4 separate regions of the Mus musculus genome follow, and regions 2, 3 and 4 are each linked to region 1. Evidence: chromatin contacts called from public Hi-C and promoter capture Hi-C data. All regions are on one chromosome and are shown on one strand. The core of a region is the stretch at or near the end of the contact, and the rest is flanking DNA. Distances in the headings are between cores, read along the strand shown. Region 1 holds the start of 3110040N11Rik (RIKEN cDNA 3110040N11 gene). Region 2 holds the start of Det1 (de-etiolated homolog 1 (Arabidopsis)). Region 3 holds the start of Ticrr (TOPBP1-interacting checkpoint and replication regulator). Region 4 holds the start of Isg20 (interferon-stimulated protein).

Evidence for each region. Promoter capture Hi-C pulls out the DNA fragments that hold promoters and counts their contacts. Hi-C and Micro-C count contacts between places; a contact is called where the count stands out from the background. Capture Hi-C pulls out chosen DNA fragments and counts their contacts.
Region 2: a promoter capture Hi-C map of liver shows a contact between it and region 1, with 5 times the contacts expected there. The contact joins the promoter of Det1 here to the promoter of 3110040N11Rik in region 1.
Region 3: a contact with region 1 is called in a Hi-C map of B cells, with 9 read pairs. The contact joins the promoter of Ticrr here to the promoter of 3110040N11Rik in region 1. A contact is called at or near these places in 1 of 39 promoter capture datasets (liver) and 1 of 484 Hi-C or Micro-C datasets (B cells).
Region 4: a contact with region 1 is called in a promoter capture Hi-C map of liver, with 6 times the contacts expected there. The contact joins the promoter of Isg20 here to the promoter of 3110040N11Rik in region 1. A contact is called at or near these places in 1 of 39 promoter capture datasets (liver) and 1 of 9 other capture datasets (liver).

What each region holds. Positions count from the first base shown.
Region 1 is chr7:81,788,014-81,790,790 of GRCm38.p6, reverse strand. 3110040N11Rik (RIKEN cDNA 3110040N11 gene) reads left to right here and starts at 1,336. Exons shown (of 5, transcript NM_026077.4): 1 at 1,336-1,436; 2 at 2,215-2,341. The coding sequence starts at 1,407.
Region 2 is chr7:78,845,823-78,848,648 of GRCm38.p6, reverse strand. Det1 (de-etiolated homolog 1 (Arabidopsis)) reads left to right here and starts at 1,438. Exons shown (of 5, transcript NM_029585.3): 1 at 1,438-1,542.
Region 3 is chr7:79,658,604-79,661,456 of GRCm38.p6, reverse strand. Ticrr (TOPBP1-interacting checkpoint and replication regulator) reads right to left here and starts at 1,261. Exons shown (of 22, transcript NM_029835.1): 1 at 455-1,261. The coding sequence starts at 1,117.
Region 4 is chr7:78,912,363-78,915,267 of GRCm38.p6, reverse strand. Isg20 (interferon-stimulated protein) reads right to left here and starts at 1,503. Exons shown (of 4, transcript NM_020583.5): 1 at 1,226-1,503; 2 at 694-946. The coding sequence starts at 921.

The sequences.
Region 1 (2,777 bases), core at 87-2,586:
GCAAGTGGCTGTGTGACAGATTGACCTGAGGCGGGGTCCTGTCCTTTCTAGCTGGTGATGAGGTACTCTAGAGGTACCTGTGGAGAAGGCTGACGGTTCCTTAGAGGACATTGCTTCCCCCTCCTTTGCCCATCCAGGCACCATCAGAAATACACCAATCCGTGTTCCTCCCCTGATAAAAACTGTCAAGTCTCTAGAGCAGTGGTTCTCAACCTTCCTAATGCTGCAACCTTTTAATACAGTTCCTCATGCTGTGATGACTCCCAACGGTAACATTACTTTTGTTGCTACTTCCTAACTAATTTGGCTACTGTTATGAATCGTAATGTAAATATTTTTAGGGCATCATGATTTCACCTCAAAATTCATCAAATTACTACAGTATAGTTTTGGCTCCACTTTGTGCCTCTATTTGTAATGTATTTCAAAAAAGGTGTGGTGTGGTTTAACACCTGAATCACCTGAGTCTTAGGCTTTAGCCACTTTCTCACAACACACCACTTAACGTGTCATGTGGAAAGGGTGTCTCTGGGAGAGTAAAATGAGACATCCCATTCTGATCCCAACCTTTAGTGGCTGTTTTCAGCACTCACATTCCAGTCTCACCTGTTTGTGAATCTGAATGCTGTCGCCCTTTGACATTTGTCACAGTCTCTGTCCTCCTCCTTAACTCCCCTCTCACTGGCACAGGTCACTGATAATTTGGTTATGTATTCAGGTAGCTCCTTAACTATTCCACTTGGATGTCTCCAATCATTTCAAACTTAATGTACCCTGAAAACTCCCCCTCGGACTGCCACAACTGCTAGCCGTAGACTCGGGCATCTTCAGTTAATCTTTTCCCCATCTCAGATTATTCAGGTCCCAAAGATCCTCAAAATGGTAACAAGCCATCTCCCATTTAGGTAGCAGATCTTCCTACCTCTGGGCATATACCATCTATACATTCTAACCTTATTGGACAAGGCCAGTCCCTAACTTTAGCACTTGCATTGATTTGCCTCTGCTTCAGTTTCACGAACGGTTGTATTCAACTCCACAGTGGATCTCCTCTCCTTGCGCACTGCCCTGTGCGAATTGCCATGGTGCCGCGTTGGGCAGGCGAGCACCGAGGCTGGCTGCTCTTGCCAACCCTAAGGATAGGTGACAATTTTCCCTCTGCTGGCAAAGATGGCTCACCAATGGATCACACCCTGAGGCTGGCAGGTTGCAAAGGAAGGAAAACAGTGCCATCTCGGGGCGAGGTGGCACTCTTAGGTGCCGGCCGACGCGCCTGCCGCTTCCGCCCATGACTTGCGCAGGCGCACAGAACTCTTCCGCCACGCTGGCGCCTGCGTGGTTGGGATGCTGCTGCTTGCTGTAGGTCGGTGTGCTTGGCCTCTGTTAGACTCCTGTGTGGTTCCACAATGCCTAAGAAAGCCGGTGCGACAAGCAAGGCCAGTGGCAAGCCTCGTGTTGTGGAGAGGGTGGGCCACGGGGCTACACTGGCGGGGAACAGACGCAGCGCCTGGAGGGCGGAAGACCTCCCTTCGGGTCCAGGTCTGAGACTTCCTGGGTCGCACATTAGCTCGCCCTAAGGATGAGTAGGCTCCACTGCGCACCCGCTGACCACCGTCTTTGCTCTCTCACTCTGAGGGTTACACTTCCCGGCAGGCTGTGCGTTCTGCCTCCCTATGGTGGCTGATCGCTTCCTTCTGTCAATGAGACTGCACTCCCTCCCCTAATATCCCTTTGTTTTCTGTCGCTGTGATCCCAGCCCCTTGAAGTCAGGGAGTTTGAATCCTTATTCCTCTTCATACCCGCTGTCCGCATACTGCCCTGGAAGTTGTTTTCTGTTAAGTTGTTAGATGGCATTTAAATACCAGTCGTCGTTCTTTCTGCAATGGACTCCTCACCCACTCTTGAGCGTTAGGATGCATTGGCTATAAAGATGACTAATAAATGCCCCTTCTCTTGAGAAATAGAAACGATAAAGTAGACTGTGGGAACAAGTCCTAAGCTAGCCAAGAGATCTTAAGTAGAACACATACCTACACAGAGACAGCCCCACCCCACCCCCCTCTCTGTCTCTGTATGTTGGATCATGAAGGGATGTGGGAGGAGCACGGTGGTGGCTAGTTTCTGCATGTAGGCCCAGTTTAGTGAAGGTGAGGGTAGTGATGGCTCAAAATAACTGAAGTATTTTGTTACCTGTGAAATTGTGTGTCATTTTAGGGTAAAAACCAAACCAAAGAACCAGAGACAGCACCTCCTGCTGCAGGGCCTGTAGCAACTGACCCTAAAGGTTTTGTCACCATAGCCATTCATGCCAAACCTGGCTCCAGACAGAACGCTGTGACAGGTACGTCTGAGCACTGGGTGGGATTTGGATGTGGATAAAGCAGCGTTTTCATCTTATTTTTGCCTTGTTATCTAAAAGCTTATCCTGTAACTGTAAATGGTATTTTTTATGTCTGCGTTTAGAAGCTTCTCCATCTAAACATTCTATAGTCTCATATAGAGGTATTTGAAAGAAAATGTACAATATTTAATACCAAATCAGATGGAATCTGTGTATCTTTTCCTTTTTAAAAATGTGGTATTTTGTAGATGGGCCTGGTCATATATGCCAATAATTCACAAGTACTTAGTTAGGAACTGAGGCAGGAGGTCAGCTAGACTACAACAAGACCCTGTCTCTAAACAATAAAATGTTTAGGAAGGACACATTAGGAAATCTATGTATAGCTTAGACTATTCTTAGTTATTCCTGTTCCAAAGAGTTTATAAAGACACTA
Region 2 (2,826 bases), core at 189-2,688, 2.9 Mb after region 1:
TCCCATGTTTATTTTGCTTTGCTTTGGGGCAAGGTGTCATGTAGCCAAGGTCAACTTGCTGTGCAGCCAAGACAGGCCTTGAGCTACTGATTCCTCTGCCTCCCTTCCTAAATGCTGGGGTTATAATCTGTGGCCCCACCCCTACTGGCTCTTATTCTTGTATGAACTTGTGCAAGAGATGTATGTCCCCTTTGGGTCTCAGTTTCATCATGGGAAAGGAAGAGAGTTGTGGCTGGAAAGCTTTAGTAATATTTTATCAAGACTTCAAGTATTTAGGGCTAACAGGTTTAATACTTGGGATAACCTTAAGAGGCAGGTATAGTCATTTTCCAGAAAAAGGCATGAGGTTTCTAAAGCCAGCACCTAAGAATACTGAGCCTGGAAATGGTAGGACTGGGCCAGAAACCTATCATTCTCTTCATAGTCAGTCTATATCCCCAAGTCACCTTTCCCCTTTAGACCTTAATTTTCCTCTCTCCCTGGTCAAAGTCAACACATATCCCTTTCTCATGTGTTGGTCTGCAGAGATATTCATTCTCTGAGTCCTTTGGGTATGGAGAGGGTTGGGAGAGAGAGCAAGGCTCAACCTAGCCTCTAATTCTATATCCTATGTCTCAGAAGAGCTGGGGATATAGAATGGAGATGGCATGGGGGTCCAGAAGAGATAGACCACAATGGATTACTGATGGAATATTTACTGAGATTCTATAAGATGTCAAACCTTGTTATGGGGTGGGAGGTGGGGCTGGAACAGAAAATAAGACAAAAATCCCTGTTCTCAGTTTATAATCTACCAAAGGGAGGAGAGACACAACAAAGCAATACACATCAACAGAAACAGATATTTGACAGTGGTGGGTGAACAGTGGCGGTGGCTACCCAGAAGCCTTAAGAGAAGATATTTTGGGTTTGGTTTCCTGCCAAAGCATCAAAAATAAACCATACACCCAAATACAAACGCGCGCGCGCGCACACACACACACACACACACACACACACACACACACGCAAGCACAAAGGAGAGAAGCCACCGACTCACAGGGAAGAAATAGCTTGTAAGAAAAAAGAAAATTAAATGAAGTAACGTGTAGGTGAAAAGGCCAGTCAATGGTATTGGATTCATTTAGTACAGAAGCTTTTATTGTATCCCCACGTGCAACCACGAGCATGGAAAACGCAGTGACATGGTGCATGTATAATCCATCTTCCACCAGTATGCAAGAAGCAGGTGAAAACTTAACTCCTACTCATAGTAGTTATGAACGTGCCTTGGATCACTTGGTCCGGGGCTTATCCAGCCTCTATGGTCTCGATCTCTCCTCCGGACGCCAGGGTGCGCTGCGCCGCTCCTTAGCTGCATGGCGTCTCGATCTTCCGATCTTCCCTTCTCGCTGCGCAGCGCTTCCGGTAGCGGGCGGAAACCCGGGCTGGTGGCTGCCGACGCCGGGGTCCCGAGGCATGGTGGGGGCGGGGCCGGGGGAGGTGTGCGCGGAGCAGGCTAGGGCGACCCTTGCCCTGGCCCCATGAGCCAGGACTCGACAGGTGAGGACTTGCCCTTTGCGGCCCGCGAGAGCTCCGCGGCGGGCTCCTCCCCGCATGCTCGCCGGGTCTCAGGAGCTCCGGCCCCCGGCTTTGCCCGGGGAGGCCCCGCCCTGGGCTTTTCTTTCCGGGGGCGACCATGGGCATGTGTGTCTGCCTCTTGGCATCCTTTTCTTGTTTTGGAAGCAGTCGCCAAGAGTGTGGGGACATGTGCACTTGCTCCAACGAGGAATAAACCTTGCGTTCACACAATTAGTGACCCGCTTTAGCCAGGCTTTCGTTTCAGACCGCACCGCACCAAAGCGTCTACCATGTGCCAGCCCCAGGGCTGGAAGAGTATACCGCGGTGACCGAAGTAGACCTGGTTACTTCCATTAGAGAGGGTACAGTTCAACGAGGAGACTCAAACATTAAACACAACCATGCAAGCGACCGTGTAAATTAAAAAAAAAAAATGTGACAGATGACTAGAGAAAGAAACAAGAAAAAGATGAGTCCTTTAGGTGGGGTGGTCAGAAAGACTTCCCCAAAACTTGACACTACTAACGTTGCAACGAGAGAATTTATGGCGTGGACCGGAGAGAATGTCTTCCGGAAAATGAAAGTTCCCCTGTGGTTACCCACGTTAGCCAAGAAGATGGCTTGAGGTATGCCCACCGTTTAAGAAGGAAGCTTGCTACGTGTTAAGCACTGTGGTGGGCATACAACAGATAAGTGTATACTTGACCCAGAGAGATCACCATAAATATACACATTAGTAAAATACAGAGAGTTGCAATTGAGTGGCTAGTGTGTTGGAATCTATGTCTCACTAAGTGAAGGAAGGCCTTCAAAGACAGGATGATGAGGCTGATATTGGAGACAGTTCTCAAAGGTGAAGAATTTAGTGTCTACAAAAGACCAGATAGTAGAGTTCAGTGTGTGGTCTGTTGCAGTCACTCTGCTCTTTTCCTAGGGCTAAAGTGGCTCTAGGCAATATGCAAATGAGCGAGTGGCTTTCAGGGAAGGGTTCCTTCCAAAAAACAACCAGAGGTGGTAGTTTAGAGACCTGACTCCCTCTGGTCTGGCGGCTCTGCAAGCCTTTTAGATCTTTATCCAATGGATGTAGCTTGTATGAGGATAAGCTTGAAACAAAAGGATTGCAAAACAATACCCTGACTATGTGTTGTAAGGGTTTTGTTTGTTTTGTGGTCCTGGGGAATCTGTTATGCTGCTCTTTATGAAAGCCTTTGCCAGAACACTACTACCACCTCCAAGCTTTTGAGATAGATCTCTCTCTCTCTCTCT
Region 3 (2,853 bases), core at 12-2,511, 2.1 Mb after region 1:
AGGCTAGAACTAGAGAGAGACCTGCCTCTCTGCCTCCTGAGGGCTGGGGCGTCATCAGGCCGGGCCAACAACAAAGGTTAAGAGAGGTTTCTACTGCCTCAGAGGGAGAGGATTAGAGGTCCAGGAAGACACAGCAGCACTAGACAAAACAAGCGGCCAAGTCCTGTAGCCTGGCTGAACCAGGCTTCCACCATGCTGGAATACAAGTGCTGTGTAGCAAAACTAAGGACGCAAAAGCACCCAGGTACCAAAGCGCAGAGGCTCTTCCACACTCGGATTTAATAGGTACCCAGAATCTACCCATTTTGTTGGAGGAACGCTGTCCTTTGCGACCCGCAAGGGTTTCCCTCGGAAGGCACACGGGGTTCATTCTGGGTCTGTGGCACTTTACGGAGCCTGACAAGTTCAGCTGTCGGGGAGTTGCGGACCGGATCCAGACTGCTTCTCACCTTACCTTAGATCGCTCGGTGGTGTCCACCCAGTACAAGGTGATATTTCGGGCGATCATAACCTCTTGGACTCTCTTGGGCAACACCTTCTCCATCACCTGCTTGGGGGTGAGCGGCACGCGTTGAGCCTGTGCCTCGCACCCGGACACGAACTGAAGCAGCTCCCTCTGCGAGTGAGGACAGGGCGCCAGGAGGAAGACGGCGTTCCCAAAGCCCCCGAGCGCGGCCTGGGCCTCCCTGGCCTCGCCGTCGGCGTCCAGCAGCCTCCTGCCGCTACTCCGCAGGATCGGCTTGGTGGGCGACGTGATCTCCGGCCGGTCCCACTGGTAGTCGAGCAGCGTCTCCATCAGGGCACCGTGCGTGTGGGTGGCTCTGGGCGTCGGGCCCGGCAGGTGAGCTCCGGGAGGGCGATCCCCCAGCCTGGCCTCCAGCTCCTCCTCGAAGTCCTCCCAGGAGCGGCTCCCCAGCTCGCGGAAGTCGGACACGCGGGAGGGCCGGCTCCGTGCCCCCTGAGAGTCGAAGAACTTGAAGGTCCAGTGGACCCTGGCAAGGCCGAAGCGGCAGCTCAGGTAAGTGAGGAGCCGGAGGGCGGCGCGTCGGGCCGGGCTATGAGGAGCAGAGACGCCCGCTGTGTCCACCAGCAGCATCACTTTGTGACAGCAGGCCATCTCGGCCGCCACGGGACTCCCTCTGCCCGGCCGCGCGTGGCCCTTCCTGAGGTAAAGCACTCTCTTCAGAGAACCAGCGCCATTGCCCGCTTCTCTGAGGCCCTGCTCCGAAGGCTCCCGCGCTCTCCGACAGCTGCAGCTATTGGAGGAGCTGGTACCCAAACTCGGCTCCTATTGGCTGCAGGCTGAACGTAAGTTACGTAAGCACTTCCCTCTTTAACCCTAACTGGAAGGCGTGTGGAAGACCTCCGCTTGATTGGTGGAGGGTGTGGCGGTGGGCGGGGCGCTGAGTTCCGGGAGAAATGTAGTTCTCATTGGCCTGAGCCTTCGTTTTAAAATTTAAAGAGGCGGTACTTCGGGGGCGTGGCGGTGGGCGCGGAAGCCTTCGTTTGGGCTACTGTGCGCAGATGTGAGTGTGAGTGTGAGTGTGAGTGTGTGAGTGTGAGTGTGTGAGTGTGAGTGTGAGTGAGTGTGTGTGTGTGTGTGTGTGTGTGTGTGTGTGTGTGTGTGTGTGTCTGTACACGCGCGCGCGTACGTGAGTGTGTGTGTCGCCTGCGGAAGGCGGGGCGTGTTTACTAGAACCCTGAAGCCTGGGATGTGCACAGTGAGGGGTTTAGGATGCTTGAGTCAAGTTCACTTTAGACTACTCTTAAGTCTTTTAGCCTATGACGGAGGGCTTAATTTTTTTTTTCTGTAAAAGACGAAAGGAACATTTCATAATCCTCAAACTCGAGGGACGGAGGTAGGAGGATCGCAGGTTCCAAGCCAGCAGGGGCTACTTAGCAAGGCTGGAGCATAGTGGAAGGACCTCGGATACTCTATTGTAAAGGTCTGGAAGGCAGGGAAGTGTTTTCGGGAAGAAAGAGAAGTGACAGAAGAGCAATACGGGTCCTAGGTAGGAAAATGTAATATAAAGATACCTAATCAGACGTCTGCAGAGCACCTGGGGAGGCTGTTTTACAAACTAAGGAGTGAACACACCAGAGAGTACGCAAGCCAGTCCAATGGGTGCAGAAAAAAACACTAGAACGTCCGATTTCCAGCACCCGCCTTCTTACAGCTCATCCATTCAGTAGATTAGTGTTTTCTGAAGTCTTGGTTTTGTTTTACTTGTTTTTGTTGTGTGTTTGTTTTTGTGACTTTCTTTTATATTCCAAATTGGCCTCAAACTGTACCTTGTACTTCTCTGATCATCCTGCCTCCACCTTCCTAGTTCTGGGACTGTAGACATGCCCCTGCACCAAACGCAGTTTATGGGGTATTGGGGATCAAACCCAAGACTTCCTGAATGCTGGACAGTCAAGCACTGAACCAACATCTCCAACACTCATTCGTGTCTTCCTCCTCCCCCCTCCCGCTTTCTTTTTAACTTTATTGTATATGGGGGCAGGGAGGTGTTGCTAGGGATGGAACTCCCAGCCTGGCATGTTGTTAGCAAGTATGCTCCCTCTTGGTCTCATCTCTGGCCAGTGGATTTTTTTTTGTGTGTGTGTGTGTGTATGGGCGTTTTGCACATGTGCATGCCTGTGCTCAGAGATCAGAATAGGGTGTTGGATCCCCTGGAACTGGAGTTGCAGCTGATTGTGAGTCAGCCTTGCATGATGGGAATCGAACCCAGATCTTCTGGAGGTGCAGCAAATGCTTTAATCCACTGAGCCATCTCTTCAGCCCCTCATATGTGTTTCCTATTGGTACCACAGTAAGAGGATTTGGGATTATCTGATTGAGTTTTAACT
Region 4 (2,905 bases), core at 254-2,753, 2.9 Mb after region 1:
ACTGCCCCTCTACCTATCCCTCCCAGAGCGCACATGCACAAGTGTGACAAGTGCTACTAGTGTTTGGGCAATCTGGGGGGTGGGGGGCGGTTTGCTAAGCACCATCAGGGTACTGGGATTTCCACCCAGTGGGCAGTAGCAGAGCCTGGCTGCTTGCCACACAGCGGATGAGCAAGCCTGATCTATCTGGCGGCCCAGTGGGAGGATGGGCAGCCCTTAGAGTGCTCAGCTCCGTGTCCTACATGTCTGGAAGACATGGACACAAGGTTAAAGGGTAAGAACCTCGGGCCTCAGTGGCCCAGAGCACGCAGTCTGGGAACACAGTCTCCTTCAGCCCAGGAGCCTCTGGCCTCTGAGTCAGAGCCAGCTCAGCCTCAGAACCTCATTTCACAGGCTCACCAGAGCAGTGCGATGTAGAAGAGAAGGAACATCAGGTGGGACTCAATGTCCCCATCATAAGACCGGAAAGTTGGACCAGAAAGATGCCCTGAAAACAGCTGCAGATGGGAGCCTAAGATTCTCTGGTGGTGGGGAGACTAACTTAGTTGAGGGCTGTGATAGGGAGACCCAGAGTCCTTCCCTCCCTCAAATATGTGAGAAATTCCTCATGGGAGAGTCACAGACCACAGACCCTAGGAAGGAGCTGAGGTGGAAGGACAAATGTGCCTCGACTCCTGCTCCTTCTTCACTTACCTCTAGCCTGGCTTCACCAAATGGCGTGGCCCTCACCATGTGCTGAGGCGTGACCCCGCTGACTTGGGTTCTGTAGTCCGTGATCTCTCCCTCGGGTCGGATGTACTTGTCATACAGGACTGCGCCATGGATGTTCACAATGCTGCAGCGGGCGAGGCCACTCACCCTTTGAGGCCCAAGCCCCACCATCTCACAGTCCATGGCCACCACCTCTGGGATGCCTGCCATGCTCCTTGGCGACCCTCAGAAAGCCCTGGAGGATGGGGAGGTGGGGGGTGGGGGAGAGCCAGGCTGTCAGTCAAGAACCAACAGCCCTCCAGGCATCCTGGGCCACCACCCTGCCAAACTACACCCTGAGCCCTGCCCATTATCTCCAGTGCCACCTGGCAACAGAAGCTGGCCTCTTGCCAGCCTTCAGCTTCTGTGTGCTATAGGTCCCAGAGCTTGCTGGTCCTGTCTGGCTGTCCCACCTCGAAGCCCCCTCCCATTGCCTCCCAGTTTGGGCAGCTATGTGGTTGGTACCTGCTCTCACCTGTCTCAGTGCCCTGGGTTCTCTTCTGCCCCTCTGTTTCCACTTCTCGGCTACTTCAGTCACTTTGGGAAGTGACTCATCTCTAACGGGGAGCCTGCCTGTTTTAGTTTCAGTTTCTGGTTCATTATCAAGGGAAGTTGAGGAGTGGGGGCAGGCCTTGTAGCCTGGGCTGTTCCATCTCCTCAAGGCTGGCCAGGTAAGGGGGCTGGCAGGTTGAGTCAGGGCTGGTGGCCGCGTCAGGCTGTCCCTCCTCTGGCCCTGCCCTACTCCTCCCTTTCGGATGACGTGTCTGACGTGGACGGAGTGGATTGCAACATCTTTCTTTGCTTTTCTCACCCTCCACCCAGAGAATAAACATCTCCGGGATTGGAGCCTGGGGAAGGTCCCACAACTTCTGGGACCTGCTGTCAGTGTGCTACCCTGGGAGGTTTTCTGAGGACAGAGCAAGCAGTTCTTGAGATGCTGGTACCATTAACTGGGAAGGGCAGCAAGGGGTTGGGGGAGGAGGAGGGTCTAGTCCTTGGTGCCTCATTGGGCAGAGACTCTACCTGGGAGAGTTGACAAACAGCAGCAGACCTTTAGAGGGCCTCAAGCCAGGCTGTTCTTCCTCCTGGGTTCTAGTCTCCTGGGCTGGGACTTAGAATCCTTAGAGTGATACCTATTATTAGGTCCAAAAGGAAAAATTCCAAGAACCCTCCCCAGCCCCCTGAAATAAAGGGCAGGCCCACTGTCTTTGTCCAAAATGACAGTCTGGCCCGCAGCTCAAGCTGGACTATAGGGTTTCTTGTGTATAGCTCAAAGTTCTCACAAAGAGTTCCTCAGAAACCTGTCAGAACAGTTCTGTGGGTCCACATGACAGCCCATGCTAGCCTGCAGACTCCTTCACATGACACATGTTCACATGTACCTGTTCTGCACTGGCCTTCTGACCCCTCTCACCTCCCTGACTCCTCCGCTCTGCTAGCTCCCAGGCCCTTCCACCTCAGCCCCGTCCGTTTTCCTTAAAACCAGCAATATCCCCACTCTACCCCCTGCCGCTCTTACTATTCTCTTCTCTAGCTCCCCACTCCTATTTTCTCTGCTCCTGAGAGATGGTCCTGTCCATGGGCAGGCAGTCTGCTGCTTTTCCTCTCTGCTCTGGACTCTTCTGGATGCCCCTGGCTGGTCTCTCATAGCGACAAGAAAACTCCTCCCCTGAATCATGGAGCCCCTGTTGCTTATTCCTAACACGCAGGGAACGTTCAGTATTCTAATAAACAAACTGAGGTATGCGCGGATCAGAAACAGACTCAGCTTTCTAAGAGGGGAGCGCTTGCAGAACACACCAGAGAGAGAGAGGCCAAAGGAAGAATATATATGGATCTGCATTCGCTTTGCCACTCGGGGAGATAAAACACAGAGGCGCTAGGCTATGTTCCTTTCTCTCCGCTGGGGTGCGGGGCTTGTGGGTCATACCGCTCAGGGGAGAGGAAATGAAACCTAAGATAGGGGCCCCAGTTCATTGTCACTGGGTCGGAAACTGTGGTTCTCAAACTCCTGGGCATGGAAACCCCAAGAGTTGAAGGGATGAGGGTGGGGTGGGGCTAAAAACAGGGAATCCGGCTTAGTTTCAGACCTGCTTCGGAGACTTGAGCACTGCTCTGTAGGACAAAGGCTTGCCCCCCGGGGCGGTCCTTGAAG